4 separate regions of the Mus musculus genome follow, and regions 1, 3 and 4 are each linked to region 2. A link is a contact called in public HiChIP or PLAC-seq and promoter capture Hi-C data. All regions are on one chromosome and are shown on one strand. Each heading gives the region's core, a stretch centred on a gene start, on an enhancer-like site or on the middle of the called end of the contact. The rest is flanking DNA. Distances are from core to core; before and after follow the strand shown.

The links. Promoter capture Hi-C pulls out the DNA fragments that hold promoters and counts their contacts. HiChIP or PLAC-seq counts read pairs in DNA pulled down with a chosen protein or histone mark.
Region 1: a contact with region 2 is called in an H3K27ac HiChIP or PLAC-seq map of epiblast stem cells, with 6 times the contacts expected there. The contact joins the enhancer-like site here to the promoter of Mocs1 in region 2. A contact is called at or near these places in 4 of 39 promoter capture datasets (the 3T3-L1 cell line, cranial neural crest and embryonic stem cells), 1 of 484 Hi-C or Micro-C datasets (the N1E-115 cell line) and 17 of 115 datasets of contacts at active chromatin or transcription factors (the NIH/3T3 cell line, cardiomyocytes, craniofacial prominence and 10 more).
Region 3: a promoter capture Hi-C map of 3T3-L1-derived adipocytes shows a contact between it and region 2, with 4 times the contacts expected there. The contact joins the enhancer-like site here to the promoter of Mocs1 in region 2. A contact is called at or near these places in 4 of 39 promoter capture datasets (the 3T3-L1 cell line, 3T3-L1-derived adipocytes, cranial neural crest and 1 more) and 1 of 115 datasets of contacts at active chromatin or transcription factors (vascular smooth muscle cells).
Region 4: a contact with region 2 is called in an H3K27ac HiChIP or PLAC-seq map of embryonic stem cells, with 7 times the contacts expected there. The contact joins the enhancer-like site here to the promoter of Mocs1 in region 2. A contact is called at or near these places in 5 of 39 promoter capture datasets (the 3T3-L1 cell line, cranial neural crest, embryonic stem cells and 2 more), 5 of 484 Hi-C or Micro-C datasets (embryonic retina, embryonic stem cells, nephron progenitors and 1 more), 14 of 115 datasets of contacts at active chromatin or transcription factors (the NIH/3T3 cell line, VIP interneurons, acute myeloid leukemia and 10 more) and 2 of 9 other capture datasets (adipose tissue and embryonic stem cells).

The regions. Positions count from the first base shown.
Region 1 is chr17:49,874,930-49,878,207 of GRCm38.p6, reverse strand. The region is part of intron 16 of Kif6 (kinesin family member 6); the gene reads right to left. Among named protein-coding and RNA genes, the nearest start is that of Gm16555, 55 kb to the right of the region's middle. Within about 2 kb of position 1,772, at least 41 of the 459 cell types and tissues checked have an H3K27ac peak or open chromatin away from gene starts, as enhancers often do. A contact at or near this core is called in the N1E-115 cell line, embryonic stem cells, epiblast stem cells and 1 more, where this site is marked.
Region 2 is chr17:49,426,723-49,429,748 of GRCm38.p6, reverse strand. It overlaps Mocs1 (molybdenum cofactor synthesis 1), which reads right to left and starts at 1,385. Exons shown (of 11, transcript NM_020042.2): 1 at 1,185-1,385. The coding sequence starts at 1,307.
Region 3 is chr17:49,777,823-49,780,766 of GRCm38.p6, reverse strand. All of the region lies in intron 13 of Kif6 (kinesin family member 6), which reads right to left. Among named protein-coding and RNA genes, the nearest start is that of Gm16555, 43 kb to the left of the region's middle. Within about 2 kb of position 1,531, at least 24 of the 459 cell types and tissues checked have an H3K27ac peak or open chromatin away from gene starts, as enhancers often do. A contact at or near this core is called in 3T3-L1-derived adipocytes, where this site is marked.
Region 4 is chr17:49,897,050-49,900,335 of GRCm38.p6, reverse strand. All of the region lies in intron 19 of Kif6 (kinesin family member 6), which reads right to left. Among named protein-coding and RNA genes, the nearest start is that of Gm16555, 77 kb to the right of the region's middle. Within about 2 kb of position 1,330, at least 13 of the 459 cell types and tissues checked have an H3K27ac peak or open chromatin away from gene starts, as enhancers often do. A contact at or near this core is called in VIP interneurons and embryonic stem cells, where this site is marked.

The sequences.
Region 1 (3,278 bases), core at 523-3,022, 450 kb before region 2:
GGAACCTCTGAGATGCCATGTCATCTGTTGTCATGTAATTTCCTTTAGATTCTCTGAAATTCCAAGGAATTGACATCTCTCCCACGCGTTTCTGAGAGAACAGATGTTCTATAATTGATCCAAGCCCTCACGCGTGTCCACATCCAGTGGCATGCATCCCAAAGACAACTGCAGTCGTGGAGGTCACGCTCTGTTGCTGAGGAGCCGGAAAGAGCGAGAGCCATTAGTTCATGCCATGAGCCATCAATGAATGCAGTTAAGTCTCAGGGGCTGTGTTGGGTACTAGGCTATTAATTTGTACAAACACCTCATTTACAGATATTGGAATCCAGGCCCAGAGCCCCTTAGCTGCCTGGCACATTCGGAAGGCAAAATTGTAATGCTATAGATCTCACTGGTGGATCAACAGATGCTATGGGGACCCAGTGCTGTGTGCCAGTCACTTGCCTCAATGTTGAAGAAATATTCTGTGTCATCTTGACACAGGCTTGAACCATCGGAGAAGAAGGGCCTCTTAGATTTTCCTGTGGGCCAATCTGTGGGATGTTGTCTTGACTGTTAATTGAGGTAGGAACAGTCAGCGCAGGTGGGAGGTGATCTTGGGTTGGTTAAGAAGCAGGTTGAACATATCATGGGGAGCAAGCCAGGAGGCAAAGTTCCTTCATGGTATCTGCTTCAGTTTCTGCCTCTAGGCTCTGCCCCACAGTTACCTGACAAACTATAACAGGGCTGTTCACCCCTTCCTCTGTCTCTTGCCTTCTTGCTCCTGCTTTGTCCTCTTATCACTTACCCTCTCTCTCCCTATGCCTCTCCCCCTCTCTCTCCACATGCTCATGGCCAGCCTCTACCCCACCCCTCTCTCTACCTTTCTCTGTCTCTGCTCCCTACAATCCCCTTCCCATGCCCTGAATAAACTGTATTCTATACTATAGTGTCCTGTGGAAGGCCCCTCAGGAGGAAGGGATGTCTCAGCATGGGCCCGCTGAGGCATGCCCTTCCCCCACACCCGACTCCACCTCCACCAAGCATATTCCTTCTCTCTTTATTTTTATAAAACACAGCACTAGATTCCTAGCTTGAGCTGCTTTTCTGGATTCCCTTGGCTGTGGACTGTGATCTATAACGTGAGATAAACCCTCCCCTTCCCAAGATGCACTGGATATTACAGGATCAGCAAAACTAGCTAGAGATGCTCTGTGTAATGGTATGGGGATGAAAAGTGTCACATCCTAGAGGTATGTGCAGAGTAGAGACAACTCTTGAAAGGGCAGTGTGGACTGTCTAACTTGAGAGCTTTCAAGAAAGCCACAGGCAGGAGTTGTGTAAAATCTGTAGAACTTCCCACGGATACAAACTTAACAACAAATAGGCCCGTTGTTCTGTCTGAACTGGTCGTGGGGGGCATCTTGGAACCCTGATACTTGCCTGCTGGTCCTGCCCACTGTCACTAGTGGTCCTGGGGGTACCTTTACTACCTTGGTCTCTCAGAGTCCACTGAATCCACTGCTGGGAACCCCTTCATCTCTGTCTCAAGCAGTGGGCCTGATCCATGACTGTGAGCTACTGGTCTCACACCGTCAATCACGCTGAGCGCCCGGTGAGACCCAGGGAGTATCTGGGCTTGGTTTGTCTCTGATCTTCTTTTCAGATCTGTGGCAGACCCTGAGGATCTTAATCAAACGGGGCAAGCAAAAGCATCTGCTGTCTGAAGACAAACAGGAGCCACAAGAGGTCAGTGCAGGAGTTTCTTAAGGGAGCAGAGCTCTTGGAGGAAGAGCTGAGGGAAGTCAATAAGGTAGGACCCGGCCCAAGGAGGCCTTTCGACTTCCCAAGGCCCTCTGAGGGTGCCGGGGAGTCATCTTCAAAAGCACACCAGGCTGGTGATGATCCAAGGGCTCCTTATGTTGCCAAGGCTAGCAAGATAGGGGTGGGGCAGAGGGAAAAGGACCTGGAATAGTAGGATTTAGGGGCTCCTAGGTGTCTTTAGAACAGGCCAGTGGTGACGTTGGGTCTCTCATTACCATAAATACAAAAGAAACAGTAGACAAAGCAACTCCACAGCATCGGCAGACAGATGTCTTCAGAGGGTTGGGTCAAGGGAACATGCCTGGACATGTGCCTCTGATTGGCTGCCTCCCTCCGCCCCTCCCTCCCTAAAAGCCTCCCTGGGCTCTGGCATTTCTAAAGTTCTAATCACAGCTCTCGTTAGAATTTCGATCGATTGTGATCAGGATGTGATCTAGACCTTGATAGGATACGTGCTCCAGAGGAGAGGTGGGGTCTCGGTGGGCACATTACCCTCAGAAGACTCTCTCACTTTCATCAGCCCCACCCTGTGGCTGTCAGGAAGCAGGGTACCTGGATCCTATTATCCTGGCTGCTCACATAAACACTTTCTGTGAGTTATGCTTTAATGCCAGACCTCTCGCTTTTATGGAGGGTCGATACAAGAATCATCTGGTTGAACAACACTGGGATGTCTTTTGTAAAACTGCAGCTGAAGACATCACTCAGTGTCACTTGGTGTCCTTTACATGAGGATCCACACGATAAATTCTGCCTTGTGTTTAGTTTCAGGGAGAAATTCTATCTCTGCAGATAAATTAGTTAGTATGCTCCCTGCTGTCAGAAAATGGAAACTCAGGAATTCTGGGTGCTTCTTTCTGTTCTGCAGCTAGACAAGAGAGAACCAAATTTATCGCCTGTGTGTGTGTAATCTGCTCAGCTATGGGGTCCACAAGCACTTACCCCGGCCACTTCTTTTAAATGGACTTGTTTTATTTTATGTTTCAAACGTCTCATTGTACTTTTGTGAGATGTGTGGGTCTGGAAGCCGTCTGGGGAAGCATTTTGCTGGCCCACTGATTTGGCCTGTTTTCTGCTTATGTCGGCTGCTGGGGACATGCGCCTGAATTCCTGTGTACCCAGCTTTCAAGGAGCTCCCGTTTGAATGGGGAAAATAGCTTGGAAATTATTAGTCATTATAAAAGGAGGCTGGTGAGCTTACACACACACAAGACTGAGGAAAAATAAGACCTGGGAGAAGAGGCCCGGGGGATCTTCCTGAAGGGGGTTGAGGCTGAGCTAGCTTTGTGTACGGAAGGGAAAAGGACACTGGTTCTGAAAACTCAAAGCTGACCTCTCCTTAGTATTTGTCCTTTTTTTCCTAGTTAGACTACAGACTCTCAGACCTTAGCTCTGTGCCCCTAAACAGACACCAGAATGCCAGGCAAATTGCTGAGTAGTCAGTATGGCAGCTGGCCCAGCCTGAATCAACC
Region 2 (3,026 bases), core at 136-2,635:
GGAACTGTCAATTAGTGGAAGACGGTCCCAAGTGAGATATGCAGAAAGCAATGTCTGAGGTACCACTGAAAGAATGACTGCTTGCCCTGGTAGGATGTGTCCAACAGGACCTAGTACAGCACCCCAGGGGAGAGGCTAGCACAGGTGTTTCTGTTTAAGGTCCCACCTTTACTGTGCCCCAAGAGAGAGTGTGAGGCCAAGGGGCCATCAGCTAGTCACACTGCACAGGCCCCCTCACAAAAAGCACAAAATCCATGATGAGGAAGAAAAAAATTATTTTTTGCTAGTATCGGTTTTTAAGAGCTCCCATGGTGGCCTTGGCTATCCTAGCGCTTTTCACTCAAGTACAAAGTTCAAGGGTTTGGAGAGCCCTGTAACAACAAGCCTGCTTTATCTGAGGATCCCAGAGAGGCAAGTCTGAGGAAGTGAACGCTCTGACATAAGCCTGCCTATGTCTTGAGCAAGATGGGAGAGGCAAATATTGTGAAATTCAGAGTCCTGGGACTTCACGCTCAGTTCTGGAAGACAGAAGCGGATGGAACAGTTTCGCAGGTTTCCCTAACCATTTAGATAAAACAACAAACTTAAGACCTACCGTCACTGGAAACACTCGGAGAAGTGCAATACAGGACCCTGCCCCTCACTATGAAGACAGGCAGGAACTCCTTATCACGGAACCTGATCTTGCTCTCGTTCTCATCAAATGAGGCCACCCCATCCCAAGAGAAAGAAGATAGGTCATGGAACCCTGCCACAACAAAGTGACAACCGGCTGTGCCGGACACCTGGCTAGCAATATTTTTTAGTCCTTGTCAAAGAAGCAGTTGTCCGGGGGACACCTGACTGCACTGGCACCCTCCTCCCCGGAGGTGAGGAATAATGTTTAATAGACTGGGTGGAAGCGAAAGCTGGAACAGCTCACTGGAACCTAACTCTCACTCCTTAATAGCACCCCCTTTTCCTGCTGCAGCACAGCTACCTGTTATTAGGTGGTTCTCCAGGGAAGGGGGTGCAGGGGAAACTGAGGAGTCCTTCCCGCTGGGCAGGAGTGAACTCAAGCAACCCAGCAGTGAGTGCCCAGGGTCCTCCCCAAAGGAAGCCTCAGGACAGAGTGCATTCTGAAGATTAGGGTGGCTTGGATCGCCCTCCAGGTAGGTGTGTGCAGGCGGGCTGGGTGGGCTCACCTCCCTGGTAGGTCTCGAGGGCTCCCCGGGGCGAGGCTGCGTCACCGGAGCCCCCGAGCTGCAACCCCGAGCATTGGACCTCAGGAGCTGCCGCACTATTCCGAACGCAGGCCGCGCCGCCATGAAGTCAGCAAAGGAAGTACCCGGCCTGAAGTGGGCCTCCAGAGCACTCTAGCCCGGGACCTGGAACAGAGTCATTTCGGAGGGGCGGAGCAGAGGGCGGCGCCCAAGTAGCCAATCAGCGAGGGTGCCTCTCCGCATTGCCCTCTGGAAGTTGTAGTCCACGCGTTCCGCCCCCTTCCAGGACGGAAGCGTGTTCTTGTGCAGAAATGCCAAGTCTGGGAGAGCTATGTTCTTTTCCTTCAGCTTTGCTTGGTCTTGGATTTAAGCTGTCTTTAGATGCAGAATTTAAAGGGGTGACATAAAAACTTCTAGGCACGTTATACTTTTTTTTTTCTTTTCGTTATGCAGGGGAGTAGAGACCCTTACACAGTGTCTCAAAGGTGTAACCCTGGCTGCCCTGGAACTCGCTTTGTAAACCAGGATGGCTTCAAATGTACAGATCGCCTTCTGCATCTGCTTCCCGAGTGCTGGGATTACAGCCCTTCAACTCTGACTCCAATGAAAATAATATTTTCTTTTTTTTACTCTTTAAATTATTTTTTAATGTATGAGAGTTTGCCTGCCCACCCTTAAGTGCACCATGGCGCAGTTGGTGGCCATAGACACCAGCAGGGGGCGTCGGATCCCTTGGAACCTGAGTTACAGATGGTTGTAGGATACCATATGGGTGATGGTCCCCTGGAAGAGCCGTCAGGCCTCTTAACCACTGAGCCATCTTTCTAGTCCCTTAACTTATTTTTTAAGTTAGCATACAAAATAGCATGCTACTTTATGACATAGTCTTAAGTCAAATAATATCTCAATACATAAAAATCTGCTTGGGTGCGCCAGTAAAATACCAATATTCTATTTAAAAACATCAACTTTACTAATTGCCTTCACTTTACCCTACACCAGACTCTGCTTGTATCTCAGCTCCCTTCTTATGGACACTCTAGTTGTGTCTCCCATACATCAATAGTCTTTGTTTCTCCGTTTAAAAACAGATTTATGAAAGGAAGACACAAAAGAATGGGTGACCCTCGAATTGCTCCCTACACACAGAACTCTGAGCTAACCATCAATCCCATGACCCTGGTGTGGATAGAAAGTTTGTGTAGCAATTAAGGAAAAAAGTCTCAGAGAGTGGAGGCAATTTTTCCAGAGCTGTGTAGCTGATTAAACTGCCCAAACCTTGTAGAAGTTAGGCCTGGTTCTTTCTCCCAGTCCCATGCTCCCAGAAAGAAGACTCAGATTCAAAATATATTTACAACTACATTGGCCATATAGTTAGGCTCTTCTCTGATTAGAATCATAACTTACATCTTATCTTGTTCTACATTCTGGCACGTGACTGGTTACCTGTGCTCAGGTACCATGAAGCCACGACCAGCATAGAGCATGTGTGAGCTGTAGTTGGAAGAGGAAGTATGGCATACAATCCAGAAGAACTGACAGTTCCTCGGCGACGGAAGAATAACAGGACATCGCTGATTTTTACAAATACAGGCTGGTTATTGTAAAAGCAGGGGTGGTTTTGTCTGGATAGTCAGATAAGCCTTCTCCAGATTGTTTTGTCCTGTCTCAACTTTGAGTAGCATTATGGGGAAAAAAAGTATCAGCTTGAATTGGAATGGATTTGGTGGGGCATGTCTGTCAGGATCTGCGAGAGGCCTGGGGATCCCCTGAGAATGGCTGACACGCTGCCCACCACTACGGCTATCTCTGCCTGCATTTGTC
Region 3 (2,944 bases), core at 282-2,781, 350 kb before region 2:
AGATGATAACCCATAAGGGAAAGAAATTTTCATATTTCAACAATATTTCATCTGAGAAGACTCTGACATGCTCAGAAAGACAAACAAAAAACCCAAAACCCAAACTCAAATCAACACAAAAAAACCCCACAGGATGACAGGGATCACAAGTGCTGAGCTTAATGCCAGCAGTGGCTGGCTTAGCAGTCACTACATGTGTCAGGGTGGGGGCAGGGACTCTCTCTCTCTCTCTCTCTCTCTCTCTCTCTCTCTCTCTCTCTCGCTCTCTCTCTCTCACACACACACACACACACACACACACACACACACTCTCATTCCCTCTTCTACCTTAGGTCCACTTTCCAAAGATGGTCTCTACAATATCGCCCATCCCATGGACCACTCTCCAACACTGTCCCATTACTATTGTGGGATGGAGTGTTATTTCCTTTCCTTTGAGACTAGGTGGATCTGTGCATTGTCTGCCATTATCAGAATGTGACAGAAATGATTCCTTAGACCGTACTCTAAAGGCAGCAACAGTTACCGCTGAATTGCCAGGGAGACCTGCTAGCTGTTCCGGAAGCAACCTGTCTGCCCTGGTGCTGGGGGCAGCCATTCTGTGAGGAAACCACATTGCAACCATGTCTCCACATGGAAGGAAACAATATAAGGAGATCAAAATCCCTGTCTCGACACAAAAGCCAGAGCACTTAGCTAAGTACTCCTAAACTCCCCAGCCTGAGGGTTGAAAAGGTGAGTGTTATTTTAGCACCTGTTAAACCTGAGGGTGATCAGTTACTTATTGACAATTTAGATGTTTGGAGCTCTGGATGCCTGCACTCAGGGCAACTTGTGTAAAAAAAAACTTCTCTAACATCACACCACTGGCTTTAGGAGCAGGCAGTGGCAGGAGGCACGCCACTGGCTTTAGGAGCAGGCAGTGGCGGGACGCCAGAAGGACTGGCAGAGTCTGTTAGTGAAAGCTTGGGGTTCTGAGGAGACTCTTGGCAGAGCCAGACCAGGCATTCTTGGGGAAAGGCTTAAGAAAGAGGGGGGGATGTTATCTGAGCTGAGGAAATGAAACTTGTTATTTAGTAGGGAAAAGGCCTGTTGTGGTAATAGAAGAATCCACTCTACTCCCTGGTGGCAATAGCTCTTTGCTACTGCCTCAATACTCTGGATTCTCAAATGAAACACACACACACACACACACACACACACACACACACACACACACACACACAGTCTTATTTTAAAATATGTCTTAAGCAACTCAATGGCTGGGCAACTCCCAAACTACCACATTGTTAAATCCTTCTATCTGATACTCCTAAATTATTATTTACTAAAATCTATATTTCATCTTTGCTAGCCCAGGGCCAATCAGGGGAGGGGTCCCTGGGGCCGTGTTCCCCAGGCTCTTACATGGGCTGTATGTTTTTTCTCTGTTCTCTCGCTCTTGGGCCCGATCCTTGTCTCCCCAGTATGGAGATTCTAAAAACTCTTCTTCCCATGATTCCCTTGCCTAGGAAGTCGAAAGTCCTGCCTCTGTCTCCCTGCCCAGCCATTGGCTTCAGCAATTCTGAAGAGAACAGAGATCAGGCTAATGAGCTTGGGGCAACCCCCAGCATTCTTTCTGGAAATTTCCACAGCTAGACAGGCTTATCCAGGCCTCTTTTCCATGCCTGTACTAAAATCAGACAGGAGAAAGATGACTTAAGAAATACATGGATGAGCCTCTGAGGAGAGGCTGGGAGAATCCAAGAGAGGCTCCAGAATAATTTATTGCTCCAGGATAAGGTCCTTGAGTCTTAAAATGTGGCTTAGCCATATCTTAAGAAAGCCTCCAGGATAGGACTTTAAGATGCCATCCTAAGACCTCATGAAGAGCTTTAGTATTTCTTTGACCATTTCAGAGAGACAAAAGCTCTCTACAGGGTCAGAGGGTCATTCCTGGAGATACATAGACAATAGGATTTCTGAAGGTATTATGGGTATACCCCAAGACAGCTGCCAAGAAGGTCAGAAAGGAAGATTAATGGGTATGGATTACATCTAATGAAGACTACAAATGGATGAGCAAGAATCTCATATTGTATGTGTGTGTGTGTGTGTGTGTGTTGTATGCCTTTTCAGCAAGTTTTTCTTTTTTGACAGGGTCTTTCACCAAATCTGGAGCTCACTAATTCAATTGGGTGGATGGTGAGCTCCTATCTCCACTGCTGTGGAACTGGGATTATATATACTCCAAGCTGTGCCTGGGTTTTGACACGGGTGCTAGGGAATCTCAAGTTGGGTGCTCATATTTTCATGGCAGACACTCTATTGAATAAGAGATCTTTTAAGCTCACCCAAACACATTTAGGCTCTCATTGTGTAGCCATGGCTGCCGTGGAACTCTTCAGTCCAGGCTGGCTTTGAATTCAAAAGATAAGCCTTCTTCTGTCTCTTGTAGGCTGAAATTAAACGTGAGTATAACCATGCCCAACACTTTTAAAAAAATGATACTGTATTAGTGTGAGTTGAAGAAAATGAGGTAGGGAGACATGTAAACAGGCTTTGGGATCCTAGCCCTTTACAGATGCTTATGAGCCAAGAAGGATGCTCGGATGCAAAGAAGAGCCACCTCTTATGGAACAAGAAGGATGTCCCCTACATTGGAGCTAAGGATGGAGAGAGGGCAGAGCCAGGAGCCATAGAAAACACTTTTAAGATGCCAGAATGGAGTTCTACTGGACGACCTGAAGACATGGGCCTGGGTAGATTGTTCTAGATGTTCTGACCCAAATGTGTGTTGAATATCTGTCATGTAACCCCTCTTGCACGCGAGTGTCTATTGCAGCTGCTAAGGTAAGGTTCAGACTATCGACGGATGAGGGGTGGGGGTGGAAACCTGCCCTCACTGCTCTCCTGTGAAGTATGGGATTCAAGGTGAAGCATCCAAAGAAGCCCGTCTGGACCT
Region 4 (3,286 bases), core at 81-2,580, 470 kb before region 2:
AACTTTTTTCCAGGTTTCAATCTTGTTTCAATTTAGTCCCTGCTGCGACCTGGACAGGAAGTGTCCATCCCCCTCAGAGATGTTCATGGCTGTCAGCTTTGGGGAAGAGACTGGATCCTGAGGGATCTGCCCTCATTCTCTGATGGATTCCCCATTTGATGGCATTATTAATAGACAGACGGTAGAGATCAGGAAGTGGGTCCAAGATGGAGGAAGTAGGTTACCAGCAGAGGCGGGAAGGGCATGGCTTTGGCTTCTAGTGTCTGTCTGTCTGTCTGTCTGTCTCTGCTTCCCAATCCTTCCTTGAGGCAAGCCCACATTGTCTCTCCTCAGTTCAGAGCAATTGGCTCCAGCTGACCTCAGTCTGTGAAACCTCTGAAAACATGGGACAGGATAAACCTTTCTTCGGTCAAGCTGTTTTGTCACAGCAAGGGAAAACTGAGACATGAGGCCTTTCTGTGGTCAGAGGAGGGCGCTATCATCCTCATCTTAAGAGATGTGAGCCGAGGTGGAGAGGGATTACAAAGCGGAGCCCTATGCTATCACACCTGGGAGGCCTCCATTGTGCTCCCAGCCGTCCTGACCCACTGACTGGCTCCTGGCTGCTGGTACCGAAGGCACCTTATCCCTTGACTGTACGGGTCCCCTGCATGGTCTCTGATGACCACTGCATGCTTGTGGATGCACGATCCACATCCAGTACCTTGCTGCCTGCAGTGTGCTCCTTGCCCACGACTCCTGGCTGCAGGATCTCCACATCCCTCTTGTGGAGGAGCACAGGAAGGTTGCCGTTTGCTCCCGGTCTCTCTAGGCTATCCTGCAATATGCTCTGCCATATGGACTTGGAGAGCCTCTGATCTTACGTTGGGATGCTCCACTGAAGAGTGTTGTCAGAGGTGAAAGGGGCTTGACATGTCAGAACCTTCATTTTATAGCTGGGCGACACTCAGGTAGGGAGGTGGGCCAGGGTGACAGACACGTGAGAGATAGCTTAGTAAGTCCACTGTCATCTCTCCAAGCCCTCGATCAGGCCCACAGCTTGCTTTCCCACATATGAGTTTGGCTAGTTGCCTAATGCCAACCGTCTGCTCTCCCACCTGACATGATGATGAGGCCTCTTTACCCTGGGGCTGTCTCCACAGGCTCAGGACTGTGAATCGGATAGACAGGAAGGAAAGCCAGAGTGTGTGGCTCCCAGCCCCCCCGCCCCTCACACCTCCGTGCTCATCCCCTAGCTGTCTAAAGTGTCTCTGTGGCACCCTAGAGGGGGAACGGGAGACTGGAGCTCCTCTTTGCTGGGGCTGATGTGGGGTACTGCAGGACCAGAGATGACCACAAGGTGGCAGACTCTGCACACGCTTCTTGAGTGAATGGCTGCCATAGTTTTGGGGTTTCTAGAGGAACCAGGAGGAAGCTGGGGAAAGCCTGGAATATGGAAAGAGGGGTTTCTTCCCACAGGTGCTACCTTCACAGCAGGTTAAGGGCAGTTTAGAAGCAGTAGTGGACCTGTGGGAATAAGCCACTGGCTGTCAAACGGCCCTCTCACGTGATGGACTCCCAGTTTAGCTTTCTTTAGCTGCCAGGGAATGTTCAGGGTGCCACATTGCTTAGGTCCAGGACCGAATAGTGGAGTGTGAGAGGTGAGCCAGACAACAGGGCGGAGGGATGTGACCACCAGGAAGAGAGCGGCAACCAGGGGCTCCTGTAGAGCTCAGCTGCCTGGTCTATCCTCTCAGGCGACTCAGGCAGGAGGATGGCACCCTGTGAAGTGTGGAGGGAAAGCACTCCCAGTTCCCGAGCTGCCCCCCACTCTGGGATACCACAGTTCAGATCTTCCTGCCTCTGTTTCCCAAGTGCTGGGGTTAAAGGTGTGCGCCACCAAGCCCAGCCCTACTAATTAACTATTAGTTACCATTAGTAAACATTGCACATTTAAGTGTCCTGGGTATATTTTGGGACAAGTTTCTTGTAACGTGTGCACTTTGCAAATATCCTCTGTTTTGTACATCCTTCTTTTTCTTTTTCTTTTCTTTCTTTCTTTTTTTTTTCTTTTTTGGTTTTTCGAGACAGGGTTTCTCTGTATAGCCCTGGCTGTCCTGGAACTCACTTTGTAGACCAGGCTGGCCTCGAACTCAGAAATCTGCCTGCCTCTGCCTCCCGAGTGCTGGGATTAAAGGCGTGCACCACCACGCCGGAGTCCTTTTATTTTTATTTCGTTGGTTCTTTATTTATTTGTGAGTGCGTGTTTGTCTGAGTGTATGCACACGTTTGTTTAAGGATGCCTGTGGAAGTCAGAAGATGGCATTGGATCCTGTGAAACTAGAGTTGCTGGTGTTTGTGAACAACCCAAAGTGGGTGCTGGGATCTGTGCCTGCAGCACAGAGCAGGGTGGCTTTTAACTGTCTAGCCATCTCTCCAGCCTAGTGGCATCTCTTAAGAATTTAATAAAGTTCCATTTACTGTCTTTTTCGTTTCTGAATTTACTGAATTTATTTTTAAAACATCCAGGCATCCCAACAAAACGCAGTTGTTTCTCTGTGGTGAGAGGTGGGCACTGTTTCCTGCAGCACAGTGCCACGGAAGCGTGGGCACTACAGCCTGGCATGATCTGGGAGGCCTGGGCGAATGTCAACCAGAACAATTTTTTTTAGGTAAGATTTTTTTTTAAATTAAAATATTAATTTTTCATTATGTATGTGTGTGTGTGTGCCCACAGAAGCCAGACCTGTGGGGTTTGCCTTTTCCTCTGGAGCTGGAGCTACCAGTGGGGTTGTGAAAGACCTGGGCTGGCTGCTTGGAACCAGACTCAGGACCTCTGCAAAGGCAGCGAGTGCTCTTAGCGGCTGAGCCATCTCTCCAGCCCCAAGAGTCTGGATTTGTAAAGACAGTTTCCGGAGACTTGCAAACGCAGCACAGACAGTCCCCAGGATGCCCTGCCCATTTCTGCAGCTGCTGCCCTCACCCAGCCAGCCCTGAACTCAAGGCCGCACACCTGAATGTGGCAGCTCTGAAGTTTTCCTTCTTTTGGCTGCAGCATAGTACCCAGGGCTCCACATTATCTGGAGCTGTCAAGTCGTCTTTGCCTCAGCTTGGCTTCAGGATGCTCAGACTTCCTGCCACTTTTGAGCTGTACCGGACAGGTATTTTGTAGAATGTCCCTTGCTGAGATTTGTGTGACATTTCCCTCAGGCTTCTACAGGCACTGTCTGACACCTTTTAAAAAAGTGTGTGTGTGCGTGTGCATGTGTGCCACAGCATTTGTGTGAAGGGCAGAGGACAACCTGCG